Regions from separate parts of the Mus musculus genome. Here region 1 is linked to region 2. The links are chromatin contacts, called in public Micro-C maps. All regions are on one chromosome and are shown on one strand. The core of a region is the stretch at or near the end of the contact, and the rest is flanking DNA. Distances in the headings are between cores, read along the strand shown. Region 1 overlaps 5730412P04Rik (RIKEN cDNA 5730412P04 gene). Region 2 overlaps Gprasp1 (G protein-coupled receptor associated sorting protein 1).

Region 1 (6,293 bases), core at 3,511-6,010, 320 kb before region 2:
AGGCCCTGTCTCAAAAAAGAAAGAAAGAAAGAAAGAGAAGAGAAGAAAATGAAATTAATTTATACATACATTGATAAAAAGATGCTACATACATTTATTATTTTCCAATATGTACAAACCATGTTTCTCACTGGGAAAATAAATAGAATAAATGTTTAAAACTATGTATGTAAGTCAGTGGCAAAGCACTTGCTTTTATCATCAAAACCACAGAGGTACACCAACTGCTTAGACACAAAAGATATATATGTCTATATGTGTGCATGTATCACTATAATATTGTATGTGTCATGGTTTCTACATCTCAAATATACATATACAAATACTTGCAAGGTTCAGTTCTCTATATCTTAGAGTCAAGTTGGGAATTCTTTGGATTTAAGAGATTCTAAAAGTGATGGATACAGAGGGATTGCTGCTACAATGGAAATTCCAGAAACTCCTATTGAAAACATTAAGCCACATTGCTAGCTTCCTTTTACTATACATACTTGAGTCCTCACTAGTCACTTCTCCAAGTGTGATTATAATTTTTGTTCTCATTTCTTAACAATTAAGCTTCTAATTTGTTAAATAAGAAAGCATGTAATATTCTGTGGAATAATTTATAAAATAGAACAATAGAGCCAATCTTTAAAAACATTCTTTTTGATTTTGATTTTCTAAGATCCATTTGGTATTGACATCACATATTTTGTTCATTAACCATCTGCTTTATCTACTCTGTCCCCTCCTTTATACTGTTAGATATGATTGCACTGCAGAAATCTTTCACAGAAAGCATTCCACGATGATGCCATGATCCCCACCCCTGCTCCTACACCCCACCAATTACCCCCACTGCATCTGCAGGGCATAGCTACACAGGCTATTTTTTCCCAAATCATGCTTTGAACTCAGAATCAAGCTCTTGCATAGCAACAGAAGTTGACAACCAAAAACTGTCCCTGGAAGAAAAAGTGGCCTCAAGTAATGCTAATGGTTTTGGAAAAATTGATGACTTCTTATCTCCAAAACACCCCCACAAGCATCCCATCTCCTTTTTCTACTAATGCTCCTAACCCTGTGTGACCAGCATTATCTGTTCTGAAGAAGAAGAAAAAAAACTCTTTCTATTCACTGAAACTATTCACTGATTCCTCCATTTTGTGAGTAACCCAAGACCTCGTCCAATAAAGGGGCTGCTTTTTACAAAGGGTTTATGATCCACACACAGAGTTCCATTCTTTATGATTACCTTATAAAAGAATGGAATCAATTTCATTTTCTTTACTGAACAAGAAACTTTCCCCCAAGATGGTGAGAAGGAAGCCTGTCTCTCTTCCAGGTGTGGCTTGCTGTAATTCATGAGGAGGACACATGAGTGGGATCCCACAGGCCTAGCTTCTAGTTTTGTGAGACCCTGACTTAGAGTGTTTCTCCCTAGAAGGTAAAGCCCTTGGACAGCCCCCAAGCTTGTTTTCCCTGATCTCTAAAAATGCAGCCAGAAAGAAGCTCTTTGTTCTCTATAGCCAGCAAAAAAACCTTTTTGTTTCTGTGCCTTACAGCCAGAGATGCTGTTTTGTAGCAAGACCTACAAGGACATGGAGATAGACGCCAGAGAGGAGGCTGCAGCTCACTCCCCCCCTCGCCAGAAAGGAGCTGTAGCCAACTCTCCTCCCAACTCCTCCCAATTCCTCAGCTAGCTGTTCAAAGCCCCCTACTGTTACCGCTCAGGGTCGAACTCCCCTGCCCTGCACAGCAGAGGGACTTTGTCCTCAGCTAGCTGATAATAAAACCTCTTGTAGTTTGCATCAGGTGTGGTTTTCTCATGTTATTGGAGTGCTGGCCAGCTCATTCAGGGACTTGAGTGGAGGCTCAGCTTCAGGGGTCTTACAGTTTCAGCTCCTGAAAACCTAGGGGAAAAGGGTCCCAGGCTAACGTCTCAGTCAGTGAGTTGATGGTCCAGGTATTCATTGTGTGGTTCTTTCTTTAAAAGCCACCTGCTGCCTAGCTTGCTGTGACTCCTGTCCTCCTCTCAGTTGTAGGAGACTGCCCTGTCCTGTCGGTGGACTCTTAAAAAGAAACCATATGTAACATTTAAAGGAATCAACTTTCTCCCATTACCACCCTCAACCTGCCTGTGTGAGGAAAGCTATATTTCTGTCTGTGGTCACAATGTCAGGAGCCAGTATCCTAAGCAAACAGATATAACTGTGTCATTCTCATAGGGATTCCAGATAGCTCTGAAGAGGGAAAATATGCCACCTTTATTGCTGGTCACCACTGTTATAATTGGCTCATTTGACTTTGGACCACAATGTCCACCCATTTCTCACATCAAAGTCCCGCTCATCTCAGAGCTTCCCAATAAGCTGACAGTCTCCTAGCATTTCAGCCACATGAGAGCAAATCTGTTTTAACATTTTCTTTGTGTGTGAAAGAGTAAGCATAAGTTTCATTTGTTATTGACATCATACATTTTATTCACTGACCACTTCTTCAGCTTAGAGTGTTGGAAGATACACTGCAGACCTCATTTCTTCCAGAAAGTATTCCACAAAGAACCCCAGACCCTGACCCTCTTCCTTCCTCAAGAGCCACCCCCTAGTAGGTAGGAGAGCCTTGAGGGGAAGGGGATATTCATGCAAAATAAATGACCACTGAGATCTTAACTCAGATAAGTCAGTTCTAATAAACTGTAAGAAGGAACAGCTATGGGAAGGTTGAGGGGGTAGTAATGGGAAAGGATTGACTCCTTCCAAAAGCATAGGAGGTCTATTTTTTAAGAATCCACTGACAGAGAACAGCACAGTCTCCTACAGCTGAAAAGAGCCCAGGAGTAGCTGAGTGACAGCTCACTTTGAAAACAAGAACCATACACTGGTAAATGAAGACTCAGATCATCAACCCACTGACTGAAATACTGGCCTGGGACATTTAGAGCACTTCCATCTATCATTTCGAAGCACACATTAGTCTACAGAAAAATGCAGTGAGTGACATACAGACATCTCAAGGAGTCCTAACTGGATCCAGTGGATATTGTCCTGTTAAGAACGAGACATAGAACACAGGAGCCATGAGTAGGAGGATCAATACCAGCTTTCAGCAAAAATAAATTGAACTAAAATAAAATCATAAAAGAAAGTAAAAAAAAAAAAGGCAGGACATCACCAGACATGATGACACACATCTGTGATTCTACTAACTTGGGAGAATAAGGTAATATGACCACAAGTTTGAGGTAAACATGGGAAAGCAATAAAATGCTGTCTCAATGTATACACAAAAAGGGGTTGAGGGAGTCATAGCTCAGTGGTAGAACACTTATGTAGCAAGCACAAGGATCTAGGTTCAACTCCCAATACCAAAAGGAAAAAAAAAAGAGATAGCATCAACTAGTTTTGCCATTCATGAAAATTGGTGGCAGAAACAAATCCTAGAAGCCTAATCTAATAAAGTATTTTGTACCCCTTTGGTTTACTTTTAGGTTAATCATAGTGTGTCAGGAAAATAGATTTGGAGAAAGCGACCTCAAGATTAGCACACAAAAGAAAGCCCTTCTGAGCTTCATTTAACCAACAGAGCATGTGCGAAAAAGGTTAGCTTTCCATATAGATAGGAGGGAGCTGTGTAAATATCCCATAAAAGGTCGCATGGCCTCACAGACCAGCACTTTTGGGGTCTTTACAAGCAGATTACAGATTCTTGTCTCTTTCTTTTTTTTTAATAAATAATCTCCATTTCGACTTCTAACTTTATGCCTCTGGTCGAATTCATTACCCTTGGAAATGAGAACCGATATTTCAGTAGACACCTCGGATGCAGATCCACTATTGTAACAGAAAATGGTTTTTCCCTTCAAGTTCTTAAAATAAAACAGAGGAACCAGATTGGTAAATCTGCACGGTGAATGACCATCAGAGACTGCACTTTCAATGAGGCAGCTAGGAAAAGAATGTTATTGGATGAAATAACAAGGGGGGAAAGCGGGACCTTATTGTCTGGAGCAAAGCCCTTGCTAGTAACATTTATAACCTGCTGTTTATTGGCCAAAGTAACTTAGGCGAGAAGACAATACGGTCAACTTCAAGAAATGTGATTTTTAATTTTAACTTTGTGCTATAAAATGATTCTCTTCTCAGGAGTACACTAGTGGTAGGTACTGCTAATATGTTCACTCTTTGCAAAAGGAAGCCAGGAAATTTCAATCTCATTCATGTACAAGATGCCATTGTCTTAACAAGGCTGAGCTAGCGAGGAAAGCACTCGCTGCCCAAGTGTGAGGACCTGAGTTCAAATCCCGCATAAGACCCAGAACCTGTAACACACAATCAGAATAAGGGTGAATGGAGATTCCAACTTTCTAGAAGGGTCCTGTATGCCAGGCATGCAGTGGGAGTTTGGCACTAAACGCCAAATGCAGAACAGAAAGAGTTACAGATTCAAGGCAAACACATCAGAAACGGCAGACTAAAGGTCGGGATTGGTGCAGCAGCTTAAATGAGCCACGATAAACTATCCGCACAAAAAAATTGGTTCCCACTTCAGAATGATTGATAACCTTGTGAGTCATCCTCGAACAAATGACAAACGAGAAGGTCAAGCATTTTATGTGTTTTAACATAAAAGATGCCCAGCTTCAAGAATGAGTTGGCCTGCTCAACAATTCCCCATGTCAAACCGTAGTTGGAGGTTGGAGCAGGCTGGGCACTCTGCGTTATGTTACTGTGTCCGGTGTGGCCCCGGAAGGATGCTGCGAGATTCTCGTTGGCTGCGACCTTCGCAGAGGCCTCTGGGATGGAGCTGGTGCGGCTACTGCCTCCAGCGCTGTTGCCAGAGGCTGTAGGCTACAGGGGCAGCGCCAGTCGGCTTAAGGGGAGAGGGTCAGCAGGGAAATCACAGCGCGTTTTTCTGGCAAAAAGCCAGAGGGGGGAAAAAAAGCGGAGGAGGGCAGCTACCAGTGGCATGAAGATAGGGATCCAAAAAGAGTAGGGACCACTTGGGGGTCTATAGAAGCAGGACTAAACTGCAGACGACCATTGATGACGTCCCGGAAAGGGGGTGGTTTTTGTCGCTGCTTCCAGTGTGTTGTGAGCTGGATTGGTGGTCTTTCGGTCTTTCAGGGGCAGGTGTGGGGCGGGCGCTAGGAGACAAGGCCTGTGATTGGAGAGTAATAAGATACCAGAAAAAAACGTGTTGCCATGGCACTCATACACGACTGGCTCCAAGTCTTTTTTTTTTTTTTTTTTTGGTGGATTTATTTGGGTTGCTAGTTTTAAATTCAAGTTCTGGTGGGATAACTGAATAGTACTGAAGATAACTGCCACCCCTGCTGTGTTCTGAGGATTGCATTAGAGGACCGGGTGTAGAAAATGACTTTATAAATGTATCCTTTACATCCTTCCTGTTGCCATTAATCCTGTAACAGGGGTGTTGACAGGTCTACTTAGAGATACCACACTGAAAAAAAAAAAAAAAAGAAGTCAGCGACCAGCCCTCCCTGATGTGAGCCTTTAACATCTTTTTAGGAGGAAGCAAAGGCAAAACCCCGTTTCCTTCCTGTTTTAGTTCCAGCTGCAGCATCTATTTGGGAAGGCAAATAGTACATAAGATCCAAACGGTTAGTTTGTATAGAAAATCCAGAACCTATTTCTGAGAATCAGTTTTACTCCTTGCCAGTGAAAACCTGTATGTAACCTCTGTTTTGAACAGCAATGCAGCATGCAAGTGTTTCTCTGGCTTGAGTATTTGATAGGTACCTGTACCAATTCTTTGTTTTTTTCTAGCCAACATAATTCACAGCAGGAAATCTGACACCTATCAGAAAACCTAAGTAAACATTTAAAAAAACACAACTTTTTCTTCGTTAAAAATTTTAAAGTGTGCAGGTGTTTTGCCTGCATATACAATATACAATAATCAGCATAATAAATCCATGCAGCGCACATAGTAGCCAAAAGAGGGCGTCGGGTCTCCTGGGAATGGAGTTGCAGATGGTAATGAGGTGCCATGTCATGTCGATGATGGGAATTAAATCTGAGTGTTCTGAAGCCATCACTCCAGCACCACTAAGCAAATTGAACACTTTGGAATCATTCAACCTGTTGCTTTGATAATCCCAGAGACAGTAGTATAGCAGGTAACCCAAGTCAGTAGTCTTCTGATTTCTCTGGGCACCCCTCCCAATCATCTGGAGGGCTTGTTAAAGTAGAACTGAGTTGAATCTATATAGCTGCATTTTTTAGTTATTGGGGTTGAGCTTCGAATTTAGTGTCCTAACAAGTGCCCGGAACATGTAAACAACCACT
Region 2 (6,390 bases), core at 2,082-4,581:
ACCAGGACCTACTATTGGGCTCTTCTTTGGGCTTAGACCAGACTTTGGTCTTGTCTTTGGGCCAGAACCAGGGAGTTTTACCAGACTCATCCTCAGAATCAGAACTGGAAATATTATAGAACTCTTGTTTGTTTTTGTGCCTAGGCATGGTATTTGCCTCTTGTTTGGCCATATGCCTGAACCTGTTATTGGCCTTCATGCTTTTCCTAGGACGAAATCTTGTACTGGCTTCATCTCTATTCCAAAAGGAGGGACTTCCTGAGGGTTTATCTGCCCATTTGAAATCGGAATTCTCATAGGCCTCTCCTTTGGGGACAGGCCTGGCACGGTACCAGGACCCCATATTGGTTCCCTCCTCTGAGCCATAGGAAGGCTGGAATCCAGCTGGAGAATTAGCCTTTTTGGGAATACTCTCAGTGTCCATATTAGCAAGTTCTCTATCTACAGGCAGGCACTTAGCTTGAGCAACCATCCCAGAATCATTACTGAGCAGTGGAGGGTCTGCAGCACTGATCTGACATTGCTTTCCCATCTTTGACATGGACTCGCCACGAAACTTATTTGGGGCCCACACTTGGGCATCATGCTTGGATCGAGCAATAGGGATTGCCTTAGGTTTACATTTGGCATATGCCCCACCTGGTGTACTGGTTTCACCTTTAGGTCTTGCTCCAGGGGTACCCTTAGGCTTCACTTTGGGCCTTGCTCCAGTCATGATTTGTGTCCTAACCTTGGGTCTGACCACCAATGGGGCTTCAGGCTCTACTTCAGCAGCATTAGCATTCTCATCCCCAGGCTTATTTTCAGCCTTTGCCTGGGCACCAGGCTCAACCTCTGCCCTAGTCATAGTACAAGTTCAATCAAGTCTACTGTATATGACTTAACAACAGTGAGCCTTCACTAGAGATCTGTTACAGGATAGCTCTGCACGACGATCTTAGATAAGTGAGGGTATGAGATTACAAAGAATTAGCCTGAAATGACAATTCAGCACTCAGTGAGGCTCCTACCCAAGCAGTCTCAGTCAATAACACAGATACACTGCAGAAGAGCTGAAATCAAGCTGGAGGACGATGGACAGGTCCTGGGTGAGTGCAGACCTGATGATTGCACTGGTCAGCAGCAACCTCAGCACCACCAAGCAGCCACGGCAGGCGACCTAGGAGAGAGAAGCACGGGGAAATCAGGCCTACGCAATTCTGTTGCCTCCTGGAGAAACTTACAAAGAGACGCTGGTGCGTAATGCTGAGGGGAAGAGCTCAGCCATGAGAAAATCCCTGTGTTCCTTTTGCCTGCTGGGAAACAGGTACAGAGTCCAGGAGAAAGTGCACACACTAGCAATGGACAGAGAGGGGATCCCCAAGTCTCACAGTAGTCACTCTGGGGTGATTGAGACTACCCCACCTAAAAGTGAACCCCTCTCCCATACCCACCTTCACAGATGTGGTGCAGGTCTCCCCTCTTCTCTGCGTTCAAGTGGTGTTAAAGACCAACAGCTGACTCACTGCAGGGAGTCCTACAAGTGCATAAAACAAAATGGAGTCTCAGTGCTTGGAAGATGGGCACAGATCCCTGAACCCAAACAAACAACAACAAAACCATGCCTGCTTCTGTCTAAAGTCTCTGTTCCCTGGTCTTCTCCTGCGGGTCATAGTCTAACTCACACCTACCTCAATATTCTTAATATCCCTAAAAGGAAATAAAGGATGCCACACCATTGAGCAAATTAAGGGGGCAGTGATCTGAATTTGGTTAGAATCTGAATTTGCCTCCTCAGTGGCTGGCTCCTGCACTGCCCTGAGTCTCACCAACCTCCAAGATCTGAGACAGTCGCCTTGAAGCCTTCTTCCCTTGCTTGAAGAACTGACCAGCCTTAAAGCAGGACTGTGGACAAAGACATGAAAATGTCTGACAATCAGGAAATGATGGCAGCAGCTTTGTGCAAATTAAGGGGACAATAAAGGCATCGGGCACCCTCTTGGGTTAGAGCAATCTGAATTTGCCTCCTCAGTGGCTGGGTCCTGCACTGCCCTGAGTCTCACCAATCTCCAGAGATCTGAGACAGTCGCCTTGAAGCCTTCTTCCCTTGCTTGAAGAACTGACCAGCCTTAAAGCAGGGCTGTGAACAGAGACATGAAAATGTATGACAATCAGGAAATGATGGCAGCAGCTTTGTGCAAATTAAGGGGACAGTAAAGGCATCGGGCACCCTCTTGGGTTAGAGCAATCTGAATTTGCCTCCTCAGTGGCTGGCTCCTGCACTGCCCTGAGTCTCACCAATCTCCAGAGATTTGAGACAGTCGCCTTGAAGCCTTCTTCCCTTGCTTGAAGAACTGACCAGCCTTAAAGCAGGGCTGTGGACAAAGATGAAAATGTATGGCACTTATATGATGGTAGCAGCTGATCATGTTATGAATGTCACCAAGGATATGAACCAGATCATGTGTCTTTCAGCATTTAGGGTCCTACTGCTGGAACATTCTAGATTTATTTAGCCTGGCTGTAGGGCTCCTGAGGTAACACCCACTTCCTGATGTCATCCTTTAGTCCCTTCTGCAATGTTGAAGATCCGCCACTAGGTGGCCATATTTCCCTTCCTTGCGCAGCAAAAAATGGGGGAAGGGCGCAGCACATTCTAGAAACCAGGTTCTGAAGTGGTCCTTGGATTTATGACTCCGTCATCATCCCCAAACCATCTTTTCAGACCCCAGATTTGGGAGGGAGGGGAAAGGCAGTGTGGAAGGTACCTACAAGGTTGTGAGAAATGAGATTAGGAGACACTAATGGATATCCCACCTGTTCTGGCCAGTCACCCCACCCTTTTTGCATCTCCACTCACTGTCTGGTGCCCATCCCCATTACTACACACCTCCAGAAATCCACGCCATTTTCCTGTTCCTCTTTTCTCAAGCTTCTGGTCTATAGATGCTCACCGTGGCTTGCCAGAATATGCCAGACCTACCATGCAGACAGGTCACTTTCCATCAATCAGAAGCCTGTGGGGAGTGACAGCACCCAGGATGCAGGGTACCAGGGCCCCTCTCAGGAACCAGTTCAGAACCTAATAGCTGAGGCGACTCACCACCCACCAGCTGAGCTGGCCCCAATGCTGGACACTTGCCCCACACCCACACCTGTGGGCTTTAGCCCCCACCCCCACTCCAGTATGGCCGGCCATTTCTCTTGCAGCCGCCTTCCTCGGACCTGTGGGCTCCCAGATGCCCCCCCCACCCCCGCATCGCCATTTCAACAGCAGCCGCCTACCCCATAACCCTTATAGGGCCCAGAGATTACGGAGGGCCGGGTATGGGCGCTCAGAAAGCCAACTGCCAGGCGGTCAGTAGGCTGTGCTAGTCTGCAGATCATCACACCCAGCAGCAGCTCCATTCAACCCTGGTGCCTGGGGCTCCGCAGGGGTTCCCGCCTCCTCCCCACCACGGTCTGGGGTCTCCGGGCACCGCGCACACTCCAGGGAGCAGCTGCGACCTCTTTGCCTCCACTGGACTGTCAGGGCCAGGCAGTTGTTTGCAGTGCGCGACCGCCCAGAGCCCTCGACACACCCCCACTTGCCTGGCCAGGCGCACGGCCCAGGTCCCTGGGCTCCCCCACGTCCGACTCCTATTCCTGGGTGTTCTCTGTCCTCGGCGGATCCTCTCACTGGTCTTTAACGCTTTGCGCGCGAGTGGAATGGCAGAGATGTGTCCTGTCCCCACGCCTCTGCACCAAACAGGCAGGGGCTGCGTAGACTGCGGCAAGCCAGCTCGCCTGGAGGGTGTCGGGAAGGGGGCGGAGGGATACTGCGCACGGGGCTCTACGCCCCCTCCCGAACCCACTGTAGTTCCGACTCGGAGTGGGCGGGGCCAGACAGCCCCACTCCTCTTGGAGGGGTGGGTTGCACCGGTTAGGCGTCTGCAGACCCCTGTTCACCCTAACCAGAGACCACCACCACTTTTTTTTTGGCGCCACAACAGTGTGTGGGATGGCTAAGATCTAGAGTCTATGAGGGTTTTGGGGAGGGGGGGACTATAGGGAGGAGAAGGTCTGCAGTTAGGGAGCAGGGGGGAGCAGCGGAGGGATACTGAGTGAGAACCTTGATACATCTGTATTTCAGAACGAGGCTGGACAGTGCCTGCCCCTCCCTGTACTCCCTCTTTGCTTCCCCCTCCTCTGCCTCCTCATATGACGCCAATGGAAGGGGAGGGGGACTGCTTGTACTGCAGCCTGAGAGGGGACAGGTGACCTAGCAACAGCCAGCCAGCCAGTAGGTTCCTGTTGATTCTCCCATGTTTTCTTTTACTGGTTCATGCAACCATGAAGGGAGGGCACTCCTGTCTCTATGGAATCCAAAGTGGGGCCTCCATTACATTCCCCACCATTGCCCCTCTTCCAAAAGGAAAACCAAACTACACCTTCTGGCCTAGTAAATCAACCACAGGTTTGGGCCAACAGTCAATTCTTTGTGCCACAGTGTGTGTGTGTGTGTGTGTGTGTGTGGTGGTTGGGGTGTGTGTGCCTGCGTTCCCCCATGTTTGTGCGTGTCCGTTTGTGTGTATGGTGGTGGTGGTGGTTGGTGTGTTGGTGTGTGTGTGTGTGTGTGTGTGTGTGTGTGTGTGTTGTGTGATTCTAAGTAGCAATACCTCTCTGGGGAAAAAAAGGGGAGTGTCATTAAGCACAAACTAAGGCTATTGCGCTTGCCCATTTAGAGATTTATTTAAGCACCTACCCAGTGTTTCACAGAATAACAACCCATGATACATAAAGATGTTATTTGGCCAAGGAAAACTGAGGTTTGAGGTAGAAGTGAGGTTGTTAATAGTGGAATTCTGTACAAAATTATCCTGGGTCAATCTAGCCGTTGTGACTGCAAAGGTACTTATTAGGTATGCCAGGCTGAGGCATTAAGAGTTTGCATCTCAGGAAAGCAGCACTGGTCAAACCAAACGAAACCATAGTGGACACTGTTGGCCTCAAAGATGGAAAGAATCCAGGACCCATGGAATGCAGGAAGTCTGAAGAAACTATGCAGAAGAAAGTTTCTTCCTTAGTAAGCCCCGAAGTTAAGGATCTGTTTGATTTAGGGTAGTAAGACCTTTTTTGCATCCAGTGCTGTGATATGATATGCTAGTCTCATTTTAAGCCACTACATTTATAGCAATTGTGATAGCAGGAAGTGTATGTATACGTATACACACACACACACACACACACACACACACACACCATCTTTATTCATAATGTTCACTCCTTCTAAGTGTCTTTTCTGTACGTCAATGTCCAGGACAGGCCACTTTGTATCTCAGTTTTCACCAGCATTAACACCAATCTTCTGTTTCACAGTATAACTAAAATAACACCAATATAAAATTTGCTCATATTTGTGGAGGTTTAATGTCCCTTTTTGTTGCTGTGGTGCTGCTAAGCATTCAACTTAGGCCCTTGAGTATGTTCAAGAAGCAATCTACCAGCCAGCTATATTCACAATACTGTTTAAAGATGGTACTGGGAAATTGCTCTCATCAAATTCCCCAGCTGACCTGAGGTTTACCATGCAGCCCAAGGCGTCCTCAACCTTATAATTCTGTTTTAGATCTCAGAGGGGCTGGCGATGTATATATAAGCAACAGAGCCCCAACTACCAATATCTTTTCACCAATTTACTTGCTGATAGGAGTGGTTTTAGCAATAGTTGAAATATCTGTTGGATAATCTCTTGTCAATTCATTTACAAAATAAAGCCAATAAGTGGCTAACAATTATTGATTGAAAAGGCCCTATGGGAAGGTTTTTAATGTGTTTTATTAGTCTGTATTGATATATTGGTTAAATATCATCTTGAAATTAGATCAAATACTATGTAGAAGATGTTGACCTATATTATGATCGCAAGACATGATTTTCTTCCTCCAAAACTGCATTCTGGTCCAGCATAAGGGAACAAAGTATTGTTCGACTATTCAGTATCTCCTCTTGTGTCTACGTAACACTGACTTGTTCCTGAAATATAACTTTCAGAATCAAATCCCAAGCATCAACCCTGGGATAAAGAGGCAGCCATGAGTACTTGGGAGTGTCTTCCACACCTTTCCCCTCCCCATGTCACGTCACCTCTCACGTGTGCTCATGAACTCGCACAGTAGCATATGCCTATTGCTATTATGGCTCACAACATCTCCTCTTGCACCTCTCATGAATCTGCTTTTGTAGATTTAGGCTAACGTGCCTCTCTACTGACCTCCATGTTCCTCAGGTAAACAAACGTTCTTCAGCAAACTCTCTTCTAGAATAGGTTGATCCAAATTCTGTGTGTTCTTACAATGCATTGCTTTTCTTCCCATGTGCTTCAGGAACTTCCTGCTACCGTTTGAATTATGCCTATCCCGCAAGGGTCTC

What was found. Hi-C and Micro-C count contacts between places; a contact is called where the count stands out from the background.
Region 1: a contact with region 2 is called in a Micro-C map of embryonic stem cells, with 3 times the contacts expected there. The contact joins two enhancer-like sites. A contact is called at or near these places in 8 of 484 Hi-C or Micro-C datasets (the HL-1 cell line, the N1E-115 cell line, brown adipocytes and 2 more) and 1 of 115 datasets of contacts at active chromatin or transcription factors (stem cell-derived neural progenitor cells).

What each region holds. Positions count from the first base shown.
Region 1 is chrX:136,114,363-136,120,655 of GRCm38.p6, reverse strand. It overlaps 5730412P04Rik (RIKEN cDNA 5730412P04 gene), which reads right to left. Exons shown (of 7, transcript NR_045424.1): 7 at 5,236-5,445. It also overlaps a transcript of Nxf3 not described here. Among named protein-coding and RNA genes, the nearest start is that of 5730412P04Rik, 13 kb to the right of the region's middle. Within about 2 kb of position 4,760, at least 123 of the 459 cell types and tissues checked have an H3K27ac peak or open chromatin away from gene starts, as enhancers often do. A contact at or near this core is called in the N1E-115 cell line, embryonic stem cells, neural progenitor cells and 1 more, where this site is marked.
Region 2 is chrX:135,793,517-135,799,906 of GRCm38.p6, reverse strand. It overlaps Gprasp1 (G protein-coupled receptor associated sorting protein 1), which reads right to left. Exons shown (of 11, transcript NM_026081.5): 5 at 3,571-3,765; 6 at 2,870-2,958; 7 at 2,278-2,354; 8 at 2,043-2,119; 9 at 1,813-1,884; 10 at 1,434-1,516; 11 at 1-1,159. The coding sequence starts at 847. Among named protein-coding and RNA genes, the nearest start is that of Mir1970, 10 kb to the right of the region's middle. Within about 2 kb of position 3,331, at least 145 of the 459 cell types and tissues checked have an H3K27ac peak or open chromatin away from gene starts, as enhancers often do. A contact at or near this core is called in the N1E-115 cell line, embryonic stem cells, neural progenitor cells and 1 more, where this site is marked.